Linked DNA regions of Canis lupus: region 2 is linked to region 1. A link is a contact called in public Hi-C data. All regions are on one chromosome and are shown on one strand. The core of a region is the stretch at or near the end of the contact, and the rest is flanking DNA. Distances in the headings are between cores, read along the strand shown. Region 1 holds the start of HHEX (hematopoietically-expressed homeobox protein HHEX). Region 2 overlaps LOC106557939 (a long non-coding RNA gene).

The links. A called contact is a pair of places that touch in the nucleus more often than the background predicts.
Region 2: a Hi-C map of blood shows a contact between it and region 1, with 2.6 times the contacts expected there. The contact joins the enhancer-like site here to the promoter of HHEX in region 1. A contact is called at or near these places in 2 of 9 Hi-C or Micro-C datasets (both in blood).

What each region holds. Positions count from the first base shown.
Region 1 is chr28:7,235,569-7,238,752 of UU_Cfam_GSD_1.0, reverse strand. HHEX (hematopoietically-expressed homeobox protein HHEX) reads right to left here and starts at 1,906. Exons shown (of 4, transcript XM_038578201.1): 1 at 1,528-1,906. The coding sequence starts at 1,891.
Region 2 is chr28:7,301,131-7,304,287 of UU_Cfam_GSD_1.0, reverse strand. All of the region lies in intron 4 of LOC106557939 (a long non-coding RNA gene), which reads right to left. Among named protein-coding and RNA genes, the nearest start is that of HHEX, 66 kb to the right of the region's middle. Within about 2 kb of position 1,322, at least 5 of the 20 cell types and tissues checked have an H3K27ac peak or open chromatin away from gene starts, as enhancers often do. A contact at or near this core is called in blood, where this site is marked.

The sequences.
Region 1 (3,184 bases), core at 657-3,156:
GCCAGTTAAAGCTACCCCGTGGGCTATGGCAACATTTCCGTCAATGTGTTTCCTGTTGGTCTATCTCGAAAAGCCCTTTGCTTCCTCCTGCGCGGTCCCAGCAGTAACCCAAGGAAACCCAGGGCGCGCTCTGTGACAACGTTCGCCCCCGACGCGGCCCGACTGAGGGTCCCGCTCCCGCCCCAGCAGGCGAACGGAACCACGCCGGACAGGAGCCACCGCACCAAACCCTCGAAACTGGGATCAAAAATATGATAACTTAAAAAAAAAATACGTTAACTTTTTTTTTAAGGAGTTAAAATATAATCCCCTCCAAATCTTAACGATGAGAAAAGAGGGTGGAGGGCTGAGCTAAAGGCCTCATCATAAACGTGAAGACATTAAAATTTTAATTAAAATGTTACGTTGTCTCTAGGGTCCCCAAAGAAGCTGCCAATAGCAGAGAGTAAATCTAAAACCCTGGCGGCCCAAGGCAAGGAGCCCCGTTTCTTTATGCCCCCGGGGCTTCCGATGCCGGAGCCGCCAAGGGCCCCTCGGGAGTGCGGATCCCCGTCGGCTTGTTTCTTAGGCCGTGCGCTGAGGGACGAGCCCCGCGAACACCGTAAGTCCTAGGTGTCTTCCCCGCCTTTCCTACTCCGAAGACCTATCAGTCAGTCCGTCCGTCCGTCCGTCCGTGGGTCTGCAGGCCTGCCCCCAAACACTTTGAAAGCTGGCATTGTTTTTTTTTTTTCTCCCAGATTTTGCTTACGTCAGGCTTCAGACTAGTGCAAAACAGCTTCGGGGGCGGGGGAAAAAAGGAAGCAACTGGTTATTTTAGCTGCCATAAAGTCACATCCCACACAGAGGAAATGAACAATATCAGAAAAACGGATCCCGGCTATCAGAAGTCGAGTGTTTCCTGAATTTGTCTGTATTGAGGATGTCGATAAAATAATCAGCAGCGTGCACTACTCCGGGGGAAGGGTCTGCTTCATGCAGCCAGGAAAACACTTAACAGCTTCTGAAACCAGATTTACTCCTATCGAGAACTCAAGATTTCCTGTATGAACGGAAAGGGTCAGGCTCTTTCACTGCACAAGCTTGTTGAACCAGGTTCAGCCTCGTAACCACCCGGGCCCAGCAGCTATCCCTGCCCCGCAGGGCCGGCCCGGGCGCCCTGGCACTCCCTACCCCGTCCCTCCAGCTAAGGGGACCCCACCCCGAGCGACACGCGCGCCCCGGGGCTGCCTTCGGCCGCCAGCCCCCGCGGCAGTGCCAGAGGTCTCGCCCGGGCCCGCGCGCCCCGACGCCTGCAAGGTGCAGGAAAACCAATCTGAGTCACGGTGCGGTCGGCCCCGGCAGCGCGCCACTGGGGCACGCGCCTCCTGTCCCTGCGCGCGCCCGAGGGCCGCTTTTCGATCGCTTTTGCCACAACTTTCTATTGCCTCCCCCTCCGCCCCCGCCGCCTCCTGGACGCTGCCACCTGCCGGGTGGCGCCTTCCTCGCCGCGGCCGCGGCTCGGCCCCGCCATGACCCCGGCCGCCTTACCCAGGGGGTCGTGGCGGAGCAGGGCGTGCGTGTAGTCGTTCACCGTCCTTGGGAAGGGGTACAGAGGGCCCCCGAAGCCGCCGGGTCCGTAGGCGGCGGCCAGCGCGGCGGCGGAGTGGTGCGAGAAGGCGGGATGGATCGGCGTGGGCTCGTACACCGGGGTCCGGTAGGAAGACACGAGGCTGGTGAAGGAGGAGTTGGGGGACGGCAGCGTGGGGGCGGGGGTGGGCGCGGCGGGCCCGCGGCCCAGGATGTCCTCGATGTAGAACGGCGTCGGGTGCGCGGGCTGCAGCAACGGCGTGGGCGCGTACAGCGGCACCCCCACGGCGCCCGCCGCCGCCGGCCCGGGGTGTGGGTACTGCATGGCTCCGCTGCGCTCCGGCCCCTCGCAGAGCTGGCGGCCCGCGCCCCGGCGCTACATTTATCCGCGCTCCGCGCTCCCGGCGATAGGCTCCGCCGGCCACGGGGTGGGGCCGCGCTCTCTGGCCCCTTCCTGCCGCCTGTCCCTGCGGCCAATGGCGCGGAGCCCCGGGAGCCGCCTCCCGCCCCCACCCTCGGCCCGCCCCCGCCGGCCGAGCTCCCGCCCCCCGGGACGCGCTGGCTCGCCGGCTCCCAGGACCGACCCGCGCCCGGGTCCCCGGCCGCCGCCGCCGTCGCTCGGGGCGGCGGGCACCCTGGCCCCGGAGCGCTCGAAGGGAAGGAAGCCCAGGGCCACGTCCGTCGAGGGGAGACTCGAGGAAAGCAGCGCTGGAACACGGACTCCCGTGGGCCCGGCCCGTGCCGGGAGGCAGCCCTGCCGAAACTCGAGGGGCACCGGCCCAGGCCCAGGCCCGGCCCCGGGGTGGCAGCAGTGGACCCGGCGCAGGGCAGCCGGACTCGAGCCTGGCGGGCGTGGAGGCACTGGCAGACCGCGCCGTCGCGGGCCGAGAGCATCCCCCGTGTGGGCGCGCGCCCTGGAGTGCCGGTGGCGCTGGCTGTGCCCGGGCGGCAGCTCCGAGGAGAGAAACCCGGCCCCTAGCTAAGGCCCAGTTGGGGTGAGGACGCCTAGGCTTGAAGCGCTCGGCCCTCGCGGCCGCTCCGTCCCGTTTCCTTGGTGGGCGGGCCCCAGCCCTCAGCCGCTCCCGTGAGGACGCTTTCGGGGAGGAATCCGGGGAAAGCCCGGGTCTTAGATGCCACGTAGAAGTCGTGCGGTCTTCGCCCACCCAAAGGGGGTTGCCCTAGGTCCCCTGTCCCCGGGCCCCGGGGGTCGCAGCTGCGCGCAGCACCGCTCTCGCGTTTACACGTGTTTTCTATTGAATCCGTGGCGCTACCCCTGCGGCCTCGGCTCCGTGCAGCTCCCCTCGCCTGCGGGGCAAGGGGGCATTTTCTTGATTGACGCCCTCCTGCGGTCGTCACACCTCGCGGTGAGCAGTTTCTGCTAAGGTCCTCCACTAATCGTGGAAATGCACATTTCCCAGCTTTTTCTATTGAGGTTTTTAATTTACGTCTAGGAACTATTTCTCCGACTAAAGCGGGGTCGCAGACGAAAGAAGAGTGGACTGGAAGCTGGGTGGCCCGAGTTCGAGTTTCACTGCGCACATTTCTGTTGAGCAACTACTGTGTGTCAGCAGTGAACAAGACAGATGTAGTAGTTCCTGTCCTCACGGAGACAGGAAAC
Region 2 (3,157 bases), core at 73-2,572, 66 kb before region 1:
TATAATCTATGCTGCAGTGGAATAGCCACAGTCATACAAAATAATGGGGTAAATCTGTGTACATTAGCATTTGAATCTATTCAAGATATACTTAAGGAAAACATGCAAGTTGAGGAAGACTAGGTATGCATTCCATTCTCTCGTCTTTTTTATTTTTGGTGAAGAAAAATGCTTTTATATGTACTGAAATAAATCTGGTACAGTATATAACAAAGAATTACCACTAGGAAGTTGATATGGAGCCCTTCAACTTTAAACTTTATATATTTCTGTGTTTAGGAGTGTGTATACGCACATGTTTATGTATTTACTGCTTTTGCAATTAGAAAAAAATTATTTTAAGCTAATCAAGCAACAGAAAGAGCTGGTTTTCCATTGGCATTGACTGCTGTTCTAAGAGAGTTGTAGCCAAATATCTCAACTCTTCCCAGATAACATGAAGCCCAAGATGCTAGATCCAGCCTGGGAACCTGTCTCTTGTACAGAGCTTGAGACTGGCCTAGTGGCTGCTAAATGAAGTTCCAAGAGACAGCATCCAGGGACAAAAGCTAAAGAGATAGCCAAAGAGCTCACCCAAAGGGGCCAGGCAAAGAGGCAAAATCCACTGGATGAGAACCTCTGACACCAACTCAATGCCAGCTGGCACTGAATGGAGGGTGGTTGTGGCTCTGAAGAGATCTGAACAGCTGAGGTGAAGTGTAGCTCACAGGGCATCTGCCACCTCAGAAGCCAGAAGGGAGGAAACCAAGAGGTAGGAAGCCATCAGTGAATAACTCTAGTATAAAGAAGCAATAAAGCATTATGCTTGTTTCAATTTCCTATTTAGAATGGTTTCAGGTTTTAAAAAAGGAAAAAAGAAAACATTTACCTTCTTAAATTATAGTTTTTTAGGTGTAACTTAATTTCTTTCCAGTCAGAGGTCTGTGAAGATTTGCATACTGCCTTGATGCAAATAATTTTTTTAAGAGTATCTCATTATACCCCACTGGCTTGGAGGGATTTTATAGAATCATGCCCATCCGTTTTCCTTTGACATTTGATTTTGGTAAATGATCATCATATGGGAGAGTTGCAGCAAGATGGCACCCCCAACTCCTGAAGCATTGGGCTGGGAGAAAGAAGATCCCTTTACCCTTTCTATCCCCAAAAGCTATTTGTCTGAGCCCTCTAGGGCAATCAGCCATTACCCAGTCCGCAGAGCTGAGTGAGAAGTCCTTTTTAGGCAAGACATTAAAAGAAGTTGGCTGAGCAGATCTAAAACCCTTGGTCAACAGGGCGGAGCCAGCCCTGGGGCAGAAGTATTACTTCACAGTTGCATCGGCTTCCTGTGGCTGCCAATAGAGGCAGCATCTGGCAGCCAGCCCACCGCAGAGAAGAGGGAACTCCGCGGAGAAGAAACTAGCACTGAGGCCCCAAAGGTGGAAGTGCAGCCTGAGAAACTTGAGCCAGCCTGGGACTGCGGGGCTGCCAGCTTGCCCAGCCCCTCTGCAGAGCATGGTGGGGCCTTCAGTAGCCCTCGGGCTTTACAAGCCTGGTGGGCCTCCCATACATTATTTAATCCCTATTGTTTATTTCATAAGGCTATGAGGCAGGTGCTATTATTTTTCCATTTTTCAGACAGAGAAACTGAAGCTCACAGAGGTGAAACAACTTGCCCCAGGGCAGACAGAGGAGCCAGGATTCAAACCCCCTGTGTGGTCCGTCCAGAGCCGGGACTAGGACCACAGCAACTTCAGCTTTCAAGTGAAAATCCAGATGATGAGGTAAAGGTTAGTACTGCCTCCAACTGACCCTGGGGATTGGACCAATCTTGTCTCCTCCCTCGTAGGTAATATTTTGGTTTTCCTTCCTTGCACACAACCAGGCAAATGACTGCAATTCTAAAAAGAGATAAATATAAAAACAAGAAGTGAAACACTGCAGACACCTGAAACCCGACCATTTCTGCAAGCTCGAGCTAGCAGAGCCGCCACACAACAGAAATAGTTCTGTCCTGTTTAGATAGGCTTTGTTTTGCTACATGGCTGCATATGCAGTGAAGTGATATCAAGTCCTAAGGGTCCACTCCTTTGATGAGTTAAACACACAAAGGCCTACATTTTGATGTAATCTGATAGCATGTAGTTAAGTCCTAGACAAACTGCAACTGTGAGGAAGTGATAAACCCAACTTCCTGCACAGAGCTGCCTGAGATAACACTTTCCATGGACTGGAAGAAAAAAAAGAGAGAGAGAGAGAGAGAGAGAGACATGATTGCTACCGAATTTGAAAAGAACGATTTCATTCTTAATAAATAAGCCCTTTTCCGTGGGGCTCCAGCAACAGCTAAGAAAACCGACTGCAGTCGGGTGAGGATGTAGCATTTCCACAGATTACTTAATTCTGACTTTTATTCATAGCCAATATCAGTCACGGAAGATTCACTTGATTTTTGTCTTAAGGATCCTTTAGCTCAAACTCGAAATCTCAGGAATCTTCTTGGCCAGGAGACCATCCCCACAGTCAACCAAGAACTCACATTGGGGCCACTGAGGTTGCGTTCCCACTGAGTCATTAAAGAGGTTGATTCAGCCTGAGTAAACACACGTTGGAAATGTTGCCAACTTACTGAAGGACCAGTTGCTATTTCCACGATGCCAGAACAAGGTCAGAGTGACGGTTTCACTAAGTGGTCTCATAAATTGTGTCATATACAAACAACCAATAAGAGCTGCCTGTGTTGGGAATTTTCTAGGACTCCATTCATTCATTCATTAATTTAGCAAGTAGTTGTTGAGTGCGTACTAAATGCTGGGAAATACAAGGGCGAACCAAGAAAGAATCAGCCCCTTCCCTCAAGGACGACTTGGGGAGACAGATATGAAAGGAAACATACAAATGCGTGTAAACCACAAATTATATTGAGTGCTCTGAAGAGAGAAGGACAGGGTGGCCTGATTTTGGTCTTGGATGGGGTGGTCACTTCCCCGATCACATATGTAATGTTTAGGCCTGAGTCATCCAAGCAGACCAAGAGTGAGGGAAGAGAGTTTCAGCAGAGACAATTGGCCCTATCGAGGTCTTGAGTGGGGAAAGAGGTTGGTGCTTTCAGGAGCTAAAGGAAGGCCACGTGTGTGTCAGAATAAATTGAATGAGGAGGAGAGAGACTTATGACATA